Linked DNA regions of Mus musculus: region 1 is linked to region 2. Evidence: chromatin contacts called from public Hi-C data. All regions are on one chromosome and are shown on one strand. Each heading gives the region's core, a stretch centred on a gene start, on an enhancer-like site or on the middle of the called end of the contact. The rest is flanking DNA. Distances are from core to core; before and after follow the strand shown.

The links. Hi-C and Micro-C count contacts between places; a contact is called where the count stands out from the background.
Region 1: a contact with region 2 is called in a Hi-C map of cerebellum, with 2.2 times the contacts expected there. The contact joins the promoter of A930019D19Rik here to the enhancer-like site in region 2. A contact is called at or near these places in 9 of 39 promoter capture datasets (the 3T3-L1 cell line, the C10 cell line, the HPC-7 cell line and 5 more), 13 of 484 Hi-C or Micro-C datasets (B cells, the C10 cell line, LSK cells and 10 more), 1 of 115 datasets of contacts at active chromatin or transcription factors (embryonic basal ganglia) and 4 of 9 other capture datasets (adipose tissue, embryonic stem cells, liver and 1 more).

What each region holds. Positions count from the first base shown.
Region 1 is chr2:146,256,322-146,262,719 of GRCm38.p6, forward strand. A930019D19Rik (RIKEN cDNA A930019D19 gene) reads left to right here and starts at 2,965. Exons shown (of 4, transcript NR_040619.1): 1 at 2,965-3,072; 2 at 4,555-4,645. It overlaps Ralgapa2 (Ral GTPase activating protein, alpha subunit 2 (catalytic)), which reads right to left. Exons shown (of 41, transcript NM_001033348.3): 39 at 4,045-4,166.
Region 2 is chr2:145,968,013-145,973,774 of GRCm38.p6, forward strand. Cfap61 (cilia and flagella associated protein 61) reads left to right here. Exons shown (of 27, transcript NM_001369121.1): 8 at 5,460-5,619. Among named protein-coding and RNA genes, the nearest start is that of Cfap61, 36 kb to the left of the region's middle. Within about 2 kb of position 3,824, at least 6 of the 459 cell types and tissues checked have an H3K27ac peak or open chromatin away from gene starts, as enhancers often do. A contact at or near this core is called in cerebellum, where this site is marked.

The sequences.
Region 1 (6,398 bases), core at 1,715-4,214, 290 kb after region 2:
ATTGTAGTGAAAAGCAGGAAAGAATGACAAGTCTATTCTACGAGACAGATGACCACAATCCTCCTTTCCAAGACACCATCCAGGCACACATCTGAGAAAGAGGAAAGTGTGCAGCTTTGGGCAGTGGCAGCATCTTAAGACTGACCCAGACTAATCTGGTTTAAGCCTCAAATATGACCTATATTCAAGCAGCAGATAGGGGATCAAAGTCGGGGTGACACATTTTCTCCCACTTGCTCTGTTATCCTGGAGCCTTTCCACCTCGCCTGTCACAAAGGAAGGAGAAAGTACTGCTGACTCTGTATTGGAGAAATCAAGGGCTGTGTTTTTGAGACTAACAAATAAACAAAGACCTGTGCTCCCTCTGCTGGCCCTCCTCAGCAGTATTGAAGTGGGCAGTAGCCATAACCAGTGTTGGCATCTCAAACAAACACCAGCCAATCCAGGGACACTGAGAACAAATCTCCTTGAACTTGGTTTTATACATTCCTTGGGATAAAAACATTCTCACCAACTTCTGACCATGATAATTTTAAATGCTGAAAGTTAGATTTTACATGAGACAAACCTACTGTTCTCAATTGCCAAATTGACAGCTGTGACCATAACAGAAATTTTGGGATTCACTTATCAACAGACACAAATGGACTACTCCAAGTAAGGTCCAGACACAATCTTTAGAGCAGCTTCAGGGGGTGAAAAAAAAAAAAAACCAAACCAAAACCACCCAAAAACCCCAGCAATAAGGAAACCCCCATGCAAGTCCAAACAAGTTTCTTTCCCTCTTTTTGTTCAGTAAGAGCCGCTCCCAAAGGTAAAGATTTACACTATATCCCTTTGGATAATGTCAAACACCAGACTGGATTCTCCAGGTCATTAGCATGCAGAAGAATGACCTCATGGTGAACAGATGCACTTGGCTGTGAGCTGCAGTGATTACATCAGTCCCTCCCCAGCACTCGAGGGTGCCCATTCCAGTTAACCCTTTATAGTCCTCTCTGCTGCTCCCCTTCCGTGATAACATGAAAACACAAACTTAGCACTCTACTCCCATAGCTCTGTGGGTTAAGAATATACAAATATGCATGCATAAAACATATAAATGTTAATATCAGCTTCCTTTTCGATTATTTATTACTTGCCAATATGGGAAGGGATCAAATTGCAAACTGCAGGCAGGGCTAGGTAAAAAAGCTATCCAAATACCTTTCATACAGAGTATTATTAATTCTAACAATAGATGCAACAGATACCAAGGGCTGCTTTAAAATAGCATTTCTGGTTGGGAGATGAATTCTCCTTTTAAAGGAGTTGACAGAAGATGAACTCTTATATTTGAGTCCCATGTCCCTATTCAGAGCTCATGGTGTACCTTGGATAGAAGTACACTCACTCATTTGGGTGCTCTGGCTCCTAGGCCTCTGTGGTCAGGGAGTGTGGCAGGCACAGGCTTTTCCCATCAACAGAGTCTATGGTCAAGCTCAGCTGCACATCTCTCTACAGTGGGGCTGTGCTGCTCTCTGGCTGTGCTGTATTATACAGTGCAGTACCTTCCTTAAAGACTGTATCCTAGGGAAGCCTGTCATATGTATGTAAAGCGCTTGGGCGCCCACGTCCCTGCTTTGATGATGTAAATGGCCACAGACAGTTTGACTGGACCCTGTGTGTAAGAAGTTCAGGGTCCATTTTTCCAGGTGGTCTGGAAGAACAGACTTCACCTCAGTCTCTGAGTGTAAGTTGGCTGGGCTGGGCTCATCTGGTTTTGACTGTGTTTGTCCTAAGAAAATAAAAAAACCACTATGAATAAGTGAAAAGTCTTTTCCTCTGTGAAAATAGGGGTGAAGCTGCACATACACCAGGAAGAATACAGCTCTGAGAGGTGCCCCTGCACAGATGAGGCTGTGAACCCCATTCTCACTGCACTGCCCTCACACTGCAGTTCAAATAGATTGCATTTCTATCTCTTTCCTTATCACTGTGAAGGGCAAGCAGAAGTTGTGAACATGACGGGATGCGGTGCTGATGTTGATCTGAAGGATAAAATCCATTTGCTTTGGTGTTCTATATTTGGTTTCTTGCCCCATATATAAAAGTTCTAATGTCTGTCCTGACAAGCTGTTGGAATTTTTACTAAATAATTAAAGAAAAAAAAAACAGGACATTCTCTAAAACAAAACAAAACAAAAAACAAAAAAACAAAATCTACCCTTCTCCAAAGTGGTCACACAAATCAAAATGCTCCTACAGTCCTAAGAACTGAATTGGTTGAACTTTATTTATACAGAGGCTAAAATATACATAGAAAATAACAGCCATCATTATTTCAATAACATTGATCATCATCAACTTTAAAAATAAAAAGTTAGGAAATATAAACATTTATCATTTCATTTTTTTCTTTTATTTTTAAGAAATGAAATGTTTTCTTAGAAGTTAAAAAAAAAAAAAAACAACAAAAACAAAACCAAAAACAAAAAAAAACAAAAAAAAAAAAAACCAAGAAACAAACCCAAAACCAAAGCCTCTGCTGAGAAACGCCGAGTCCCAGCGTCTCCAAAGGATGGGAAGAGACTGAATGGAGCTGGAAAGCATTAGCTTGCTGTGGATTCCTCCTGTTCTTTCACTGAAAAATTAGACACAATTTTAAACCGCTAGCCAGACTGGGTATGAAATCTTCATTTCCCTTGAAACAGATTTTTTTCTTGTCTTAGATAGAATGCTGGCAGAGCGTATAAAAGAATTCAATTCACAGCTGTTCTACTTTTTTTAATGTAAGAAACATTAATCAAAGCTTTAAGTTATAAGCTTTTCTCATGTTGCTCAGTATCCCAGTTCAACAAAGATCAATAGAGGCCATCCCTGTGTTTCTCTCGCCTCACCAGGAAGCAGAGGCGTGATTATGTAAATGGAGCTCTGCACCTCTGCCAGCTTGCTTATCTCCCAAGCCTTCTGCCTGCTGCTCCTGGCTTCCCAAGCAAGTGCCTGCCTCTCTCTCTTATCTCCCAACAAAGCTCCAAGAGGCACGGCCTGAAGCCAGCGATGTTAAACAATGACGCATGGCTGATTTTATTTGTAAGTGATTTATTTCACTGAATTTAATTTTTTTCACTTTGTGTGTAAGATATTTGTTAACAAGTCAGCACAGGAGAAGCAAGCCTGGTTCAGAAGCAATTAACACAGGCTAGAAATCTATTAAGCATCCTTATAGCTATGCTGAAACCAGGGAAGGTGAGGGAAGCCCCTCATTGAGATTTTCAACATGCTGTACACTAAATATTCCACTTACTGTCTGACAGGCAATTAATCTGTAACAGCACATGAAAATAATTTACCAGTAATAATTTTATTCTTTAAAAAAACCTGTAATAATCATACCAACAATTTAAGTGGCAGGACATACTTTTTTCAAATTGATAGTATTATATAGAAATAGTATGTATCTAAAAATAAGGGAATCCATGGAAAATTCCACTGACCTACTAAATGAAAGCCATTATAATTTACTTTCTAAAGGCTCCACACCAGGTGCTGCTGTGGTCAGTGGCTTGTCCACATGACACTGGTGTACGAGGCCCTCTGTAATGACAGGCCTGGGGACACTGTCCTTCCCTGTCTCTGGCAGTAATCCCTGACCCTGGTATCTCAGCAGCATAATCCCCATTTAGCATTAGAGCGACGGCTTCAACTGTGAGGAACTCTTTTCTGATAAGTATGCAGTGATTTGGGCATCGCTTTTAAACACCATATTCCCAGCTCAGCAAGAAACTCACACTCCTGAATGAACCGGAGCACATTATTGAGAAAAAGTTCATTAACCTTGCTAGATTCGAGGGTTAACAGGATAGCAGAAGAAAGGAACACAGCGAACAGCTCGGATACAAAACAAATTAAAATGAATGTCATCATTCCTTTTGAAATTCATTAGTTGATTCAGAGGGGGAACGTTCTTCTTAAATTTGCAAGCATTTATCTGTGAAAAACAGGTGTACATCTGCTACTCAATACGTCTTAAGCGGGAGGGAGGAGAATCATGTAGACACTCACCCGTTCCACTGACAGAGTAGCTGGGAGAGGGAGAAAAGACTTGAGCAGCGAAATCCTCAAATGTCATGACTTCCCGGTGGTTTTGAATTATTGCTTCCAGATACAGAGCTCGCTCTTCGTAGCTTCGGTAATTAGTTAAGGAGACAAACACACGTGCAATTTTGCATGCAGAGCAGTGGGTGATTTGTTTTAAATGCAGTTACTCAGCTTTCCCGTTCTAATGCTCATCACTTACCCTTGGAAACTCTTCAGCATTTTGCCAGAAAATTAAATATTTGTCACATATAATAGTGAGATGCTAGTTCTTAAAACCTAGGTTTCTTTCAGGTAACATCATATATAATATTACACACACACACACATATATAAATATAAAATGTTACAAAATTATAGCAAAGTGCTGATTATTATACCATCTCGAAGGCTGGCTCAAGCCAGGAGAGAGGTGGTCGAGTAGACCAACATTGGAATGGTATGGCGTGACAGCCTTCCTCTTCACTCCGGATCTAGGTAACAAGGATTCTCATCTCAATCTAAGGACACAAGGAACTGATACTTCAAGTAAGAGCTGGTGATGTAGTGGTGAGCACTTTCAACAAAGGTAAGAAAACATAACCTAGTGGGAGGAGGAGGCTAGGAGTTATATTCTGCAAGGGCAGCAGAGCCTCTAAGCAGGGTAAGTGATGAGCATTAGAAAATGAAAATGGAGATGGACGGAGATTGTAGCAAATGGTATACAGTGCAACTGCAAAAAAATAAAAAGAGAGAAACCATTGCCGTCTAATTAAAGCTGCAGTCTGGAACACACAACATTCAAATGTGTAATCAAAAACCAGTCACCAATAAAACTTACAAGCGTAACACGCTGAAGCAACTTTCCAGCTGTCTTAATAGGACCCCTGCTTGTGGCAGCCTTTCACAGGGCAGAAAGCAAATCTTCCCCTTTGTGTGAGGCTTCTGTTTCCTCTGAAGGTGAATCATGCACTTCCAATAAGAGGAGCAGTCAGAATGATCTGACAATGAATGGAGGCGCTACACATATAACTTTAGGAATTAGCACTGGGGGAAGCCAGCATGATGTCTCATTTTCCCTTCCTCATTACTGATGCAAAAGTTAAAGGATGTGTTTTGATTATTTTGAAAAATTGTGCGATTTCTTCATGAACACAAAACCCAGAGAATGTAGATTCCCCTTAGATTTTTATCTTGGGCTGCAAAGAAACATGATTCTGTATGTCTCACACTCTGTGTGTCTTAAAACAATCCTTTCACGATAAGTTGGGAGTGATTATGCCCTTCCAAGGAGTTTCTCTAGAGCTTGTTTTAAAACTGGAGCCGCTTTCCTATTTTCTTTTGGTAGAGTCTTGATACTGATCTCCAGATGCAGGTTCTCTCCCCACTCCTGTATCTTCAGGGATGGAGTCACACCAGGAGGGGACCTGAAGCTCTCTGGAGCAATGCTGACTACCTGGGAGCTACATGACTACCACAATTTCAATGTTTATTAACTGAGGTGCAAAAGGAACAGCTATGCTTCCCTGCCCCATCTGTATATTTCAAATAGTTATCAAGTCAAACTGCAGATACAGGATCTGGTGCAGGCACAAATGTAGAACGTAATGTTGGGATATGCTTCATGCTAGAATTTCCCTTAGAAACTCTTAGAAAAAATGGAGACTATGCACTGGAAGCTTTCAAAAGTGGCCCCTCTGAAGATACATGATTTTTTTCTTTGGATGGTCACAACAGTCCCAGGCCTGGGCAGTGTGAGCTAGAGCTGGCTCCTGGGCTGCAGGCTGAACTCCTGGTGACTTGCCTTAATGAACAGGCTGCCAAACTTCCTCAGTGAGAGGCGCCTGCTCAGGCCCAATTCTAGAGGGACCCACTAATGCCATTCACATCTCATTATGAGCATGCTCATTCTGTACAGCACTTGGCTGTCACCACAGAGCGGCCCTCCGTGTATGGCCCCAGCAAGCCGCTGGTCCGGGGAACAGCAGGATGTTAGGCCTGAGTGGCCGTCTGGCGAACAGGCCCTCTGACACTAAGCTGGCACGTGCTGGCCCAGCAGGGGCTGAGCCAGGCGTGACAAATTACTCAAAGAGCTGAGCTAAACTTATGGTTGACAACCACCTGAGCCTTCAGACTGCTGTGGCCCACTGTCAACGCTCAATTCATGGCTCCCCCCACAACCCCCCTTCAGTACAGTCTGCTTGTGGGCCTGGGTTAGAGCAAGCATGGCCTTCTAAAGACTTGCCACACTCTACCTAGTATTGTCCTGCTGTTTCCTGAAAGGCCCCTCTGCATCTAACACATCCCCATACAGAGCTGGGGACAATGGTGACCAACACAGA
Region 2 (5,762 bases), core at 2,574-5,073:
TATATCTGAAAGCTCAGGCTAGTCAAGTCTTGTGTAGACAGAAAGAAGTTAGGGGGTAGGGGGGTGTTCTTGTTTTTTCTTTGAGGCAGTGTGGATAAAATCTATGGCATTACATAATGGTTATACAATTTTATGATATACTAAAAGCCACTGCGTTGTATATTTATGAAAAGTTAGCTTGTAGTAAATGAATTATATCAATTTTTTAAATCCTGGTATCCAAGGTAAACTTGGGCCAATCAAATCGATCTTTTGAGGGAAGTGCCCAGTTTTTTTTTTGTTTGTTTGTTTGTTTGCTTTAGTAAGTGTGTTATATGTTATATTAAATAGACTCTGAGGCTGGAGAGATGGCTGAGCCATTAAAGGCTAAGCTCACAAGCAAAACAGCCACATAGGATCATTGTCCAAGCTGGACACTCCAAGCCCTGGGTATAAGCCATTCTCCTGCCTCAGTTTACCAAGTAGTTCAGAGTATAGGTGTGTGCTGTCACTCTCTGAATCATTAAGTGTTTAAAGCTCCCCACGTGATTCTGGTTTGTGGTCTGGTTGCTGGCTCTCTTCAGCCACTCAGCAGTGAAATACTCTGGGGAAGGGTGGGATGAAGTGAGACGCCTGTGGGTATGTATCCCTGAAAACGGGAGCCAGCCCTAAAACCTAGGATCTGAGACAGTACACTGAAGATTTTAGTTTAATTTGTTTTATATATTTAAAATTTTTACTGGTCCTTCAAAGACTTGCTTTCACATGTTCTCAGTTAGCTCTAGGCTAATGACAAAAGGAAGGGTCAGGAAGCATTTGGGCATAAGCAGCACCATTTTGAAAAATAGGGTTTTTACTTCACCACTGAAACCTACAGGGAACAGATAATACAGTGGCTGACTCAGGACTTTGGATCTTCCTTTCCAGTTGGTGTCCTGTTCAATACAGCCATGGTTTGTAGAAGTCTTTTAGTTGTCTGGTTTTATTTAAGATGCTAGTGCCACCCCAGATGACTTGAGGACGTGATCTTCAGCAGCCACAGTGGGCTCTGCCTTGTTCTCTTTCTTGAACTTGGGAACATCCATGTGTGAATGTCGAAGCAAACAAAGCCACAGGTTGGAAATGGCAGTGCTGAGCCTGTTGGAGTCCCTGAGGAGGTGAGGGAGTCTAGCCCAGTCTCCTCCAAAGCCTGCACTGCCTCCGACACCAGAAGCTTTATGCCCCATTGAGAGGAGATCACAGATTTCAGTCAAGGGCAAGGGAAGAGGTAGGGCCCGAGTACAGGAGCCTGGCTGGAGATCACTGTGAGCAGAGCCACATCTTGTATCTGAAGCCTTCTGGGGGTCAAGTTAAATACTGGTCCTACCCTCCACACACACTGTAGACTTAGATTTTTTTTTTCCAAAACCTCCTTTAGGGTTTTTAAAGTTTTCAGCCTCCCTTCTAACCCACTGACCAGAGGTAGAGAAAAAGAAGGTTAAAAGGAAAAGGATGTTGTGAACCTGTTTAGAAATAGTTCCTTGGGGCGATTGACTCTTCACTGTCTGGATATCAGCAGTCCAGTTCAGTAGCAAACACCAAACATGAACCAGTAGTGTTGGTACAATCCAGCAGAAACGGCAAGGCTCCTCCAAATCGGCAGAAGTCAGTTGAAGCGGCCAGAAACAGCTGGAATACCAGGAGAAGATCTTTGGCACATTTCTCTCTACAAAGTGAAGACCAGCGAAGACCAGCAAAGCCCACTGAAACACTGCACAGCGTAGCAATGCAAGCACATCCTCTCATTGTTCGTGGGGCTCCATTTACATTCTTTCTAAACATCACGTGACCTCTCAGGTGTCTGTCTTCAGCAAAACATCACATGCCCTCTCACAAAACAGTTTGCAAAAAGCATCACGTGACACAACTGAATTGTTAGAGAAACCAGAAATTTCTACTTCAGCACACCTGCCATTCTGGAGTTGTCTCTTTAGGGGTCTCTGAGCAAAGGCATGTTGGAGCCAACTTGGTTTAGCTTCAGAGAGCTAGTTGTGAAATCCTCAGGAAACTTGCAAGCTATTTGCTGAACATAGCCATTATCAAAACCTTATAAAGGCTGGGGATGTAGGTCAGTGGGTAGTGTTCCTGTCATATAAACCCAGCATGGTGGCACACACCTGTAATCCTAGCACTTAAGAGACAAAGATGGGAGGATCAAAAGTTCAAGGTCACCCACAGCCACATAGCCAGTTCAAGGCTATAGGACTACATGTGACCCTGTCTCCAAAGACAAACAAAAAAGGGCACTTGTATAAAATTACCGTATAAGGAATTATAGTAAATAATGTTTAAAGGCTATAATTGGGTTTCTTTCAGTGTTATGGAGCTCTTGGGGATTTTTGTCTGTTGTCTTATCTAGTGGACATAGTATATAATAGCCTGGCACTGCATTATTTCTTCCCTACTTCCCATTTGATGACATTGGTTGGCAACTTGAAACTACCATGATGACAGTATTTTACCATTGGCAAGCACTACACATCTGGGCATTTCTTCCCAAAACTGAATTGGCGTTTGCCAACATATACCATGTATTAGGGCAGCCACAACTACTGACCAGCTGTAGCAGGACAGAGTGCATCAAGTGTGCCTCTTCCCAATCCAGTACAGGATGGTTTCAGGCTGTTCACGAAGAATGCTACAGAGCATGGCTTGAGTTAGGAGGAAGATCACTGACTTGTTAAAGAATTGTTGGCTGTGAGGACTTTCTTTGTTCTCTCTGCTACTTTGGACGAGTTTTGAGCTGTGACTTTGCTGCAGGATCCTTGTCATAACTGTACTTTGACATCTGGTGTTTACTTCAAGCTGAGATTTCAAGGAAGGGCGGTTGGAGGCCAAGGCGGCTCCTAGAGACAGATGGGCAAAGCGTCTGTTTTGGCATCATCCAGGACACGGGCAGCAGTGGTCCGAGAAAGCACCACTGACCTGCAGGCGGGAGAGAGCCTGCCAGGTTAGCCGTGCACTTGGCACCAAAAGAAGGGGCTCAAAGCCAGTAACGGTCACAACGAGGACAAAAACCCTCATTGTGAAATATGGTCACTAGAAAGGGATGCCTGACTAGGGCTTTGGGGGTGGAGTTATAAATGTTAAAGCGCTCACGTATAGGAGAGTTAGACCTATTTGTGAAGACAAGACAAGCTCCTAGATGGTTTTCCAGGGACCTAAACCTTCTCTGTGTCATCATGAAGATTCACAGGACAGACAAGAAGAGAAAAACCTCGAGTTTTGTCTGCCAGTGTGAGGAGACTTGGACCGCAAGAAACAACTCTGTCCGCTGAACAATAACAGCAGCCAATGCCTTCGCACACTGTAAAGGGACATGCACACCAACATGCCCATGGCCATCCCGCAAACTGATATTTCAGAACGGTCTATCTCAAGGCAGTCATTTGAAGAAAAACCAAAGAACAGAAGAGACATGTCCGCCATCCGTTCTTGCTCTGCCGCCGTCTCTGATGGTGGGCTTTTGTAAGTTGTTACAAGCTTCGCCGAGAGATGGGACTATAACAGGTTGTGGAATTGGAAGATGCTAAATCTTTGTTCCTAATGGCAAAACATGTTTTTCTCATTTTCATCAGAATGTGTGATCCATGCCATTTGAAATCAAATCCCCAACACAATGAGCCATTAGTGTAATAGCTCATTACTAACAGCGGTCTTATAAATAATACATTCTTATCATGCACATGCAGCTCGCCATGAAGCCAGCAAAAGGTATTTCAGGCCATGCAAGTTTCGCTGCGCCAGCACGGCTGTAGATTAGAAGGACATCTCCATGTGAACCAAGATGGATGCCAATTTTCCCTGCCGGGAGTGAGGCTGGCCGTCTCTTTCTGCACATATGGTAGATGGATTGGTTAATCAGCGTCTGCTGAGTCTTGGGCCTGAAATTATAGAGAAGCCAGACAAGTGCAGCTACACAGCCTTTGTTCAGGAGTACAAACAAGACAAACAATTACTTGTTATTTGGGGAAAAAATTAAAATGTTTGTTTTGGACTTTCATTAAAGTGTCAATGGCTTTATAAAGCAGCTGTGTAAATCAGCCTTTTATAGCAAGTATCATTTGGGGAGGGGTCCGGGAAAGGAAAGAATATGCAAGGAAAATTCATTTCTAAAAAGACTGCTTGAAAATCAAAAGCATCTCCCATTTGTTTTTCAAGCACACAAAGGTGTCTTGGAGAAAGACTGTCTTTTTCCGTACCATCCAAACACTATTGCCGCTTCCTTCCCTGACTCAGGATGTTAAAGCATCTGCCATTTGTGTGGAGGTGGTAACTTCTCGAGAATGAGTGATGCAGAGTACCAGTGAGCCCACTTCCTGAATAGAATGGCTGGGTCAATCAGTCAGTCACTCAGCTTCCTGAGAGCCTGTGTTCCTCATCAAAAAAAATGTCAAAAATCTGGGTTGGAGAGATGGCTCAGAGGTTAAGAACACTCACTGGCTGCTCTTTCAGAGGTCCTGAGTTTAATTACCAGCAACCACATGGTGGCTCCCATCTATAATGGGATCTGATGCCCTCTTCTGGCACATAGATCATATATGTATGTATATATATATATATATATATATATATATAATACACAAAATAAATAAATCTTTTTTTAAAATGTCAACAATCATACAGTAAAATCGCGGTGAGCATTGCATGAACTTCAGTACCTGGTGCCAATGTCTCAGTGTGCTGAGCATTGTTTTGTTTGTAGATCAGGGCAGACTTCATTGAGCTGTTTCCCACCAAACAACCTTTCTTCACTTCTCCTCTCAGACCAGTCAAGTACTCAGTAAGTGAACTCAAGAGACAGTGAAGAGTTTCTCTCTGTCAAGGAGCCCTGAATTTGTGACTGCTCTCTAAGTTGGAGTTCATCTGATGGGTTCAGGGATGACCCCCTTCACTAAGAGCTGTCCGTGATGTGTGGGAAGCGCAGAGGGAGAAAGGCACCCAAGGTCAGGGCTTATGGCTGAGTAAAAAGAAAAGCAAGCAAACAAGCCCCCACCTCTCTCTCCCTCTCCCTCTCCCTCTCCCTCCCTCCCTCTCTCTCTCTCTCTCTCTCTCTCTCTCTCTCTCTCACACACACACACACACACACACACACAGTCGAGGGAGTGGAATAGGTGGGCGAGGGTTGGGGGTGGTGAGGAGTCACTCAGAAAGAGGTCACATGTAGCATTTCAGTAGTGTCTCCTTAAGAGGCTCTGACCAGTGCCCTAAGTTTCTTCCCAACTGTTAAGACCATCCACAGTGGTCACTTGTTGGACACGCTTTTGAGTGTGTTGTGTATCCCCTGCATGGTACCAGACACCAGAACCTCTTGGTCTTCTGCCCTTAAATAACTCGGAGTGCCTCCCAAGCTACCAGTGAGCCACACGCTATGCTCTTGTGACAGGTGCATGGCAGTCGTCGCCTGAAGTCTGAAAGGTGGCTGTGTTCCCGTGTTCCAGGTGGAAGGCAAGGCTGTCGGGTTCATGAGCGTGTGCACCAGCGTGAACTTGCCCCTGCTACACGAATGCTTTGACCTGGGCCCTTTCCATGGATTCTGCACCCCACATCCTGATGATATTCTGAAACCATCGCGTGAACCAAGTCTTGAAGAAGGTGAAGGTATAGTAGCCATCCTAGGATGAATCAGAAAGTTCCATATATGCCTTACACACAGCTCTGCTATTTCTTTGCTGAAAGTCTCCTCCAGTCCCATTTGTGCAGTACTTTACATGATTATTCACATTTTTGCAAAATCTGTAGGG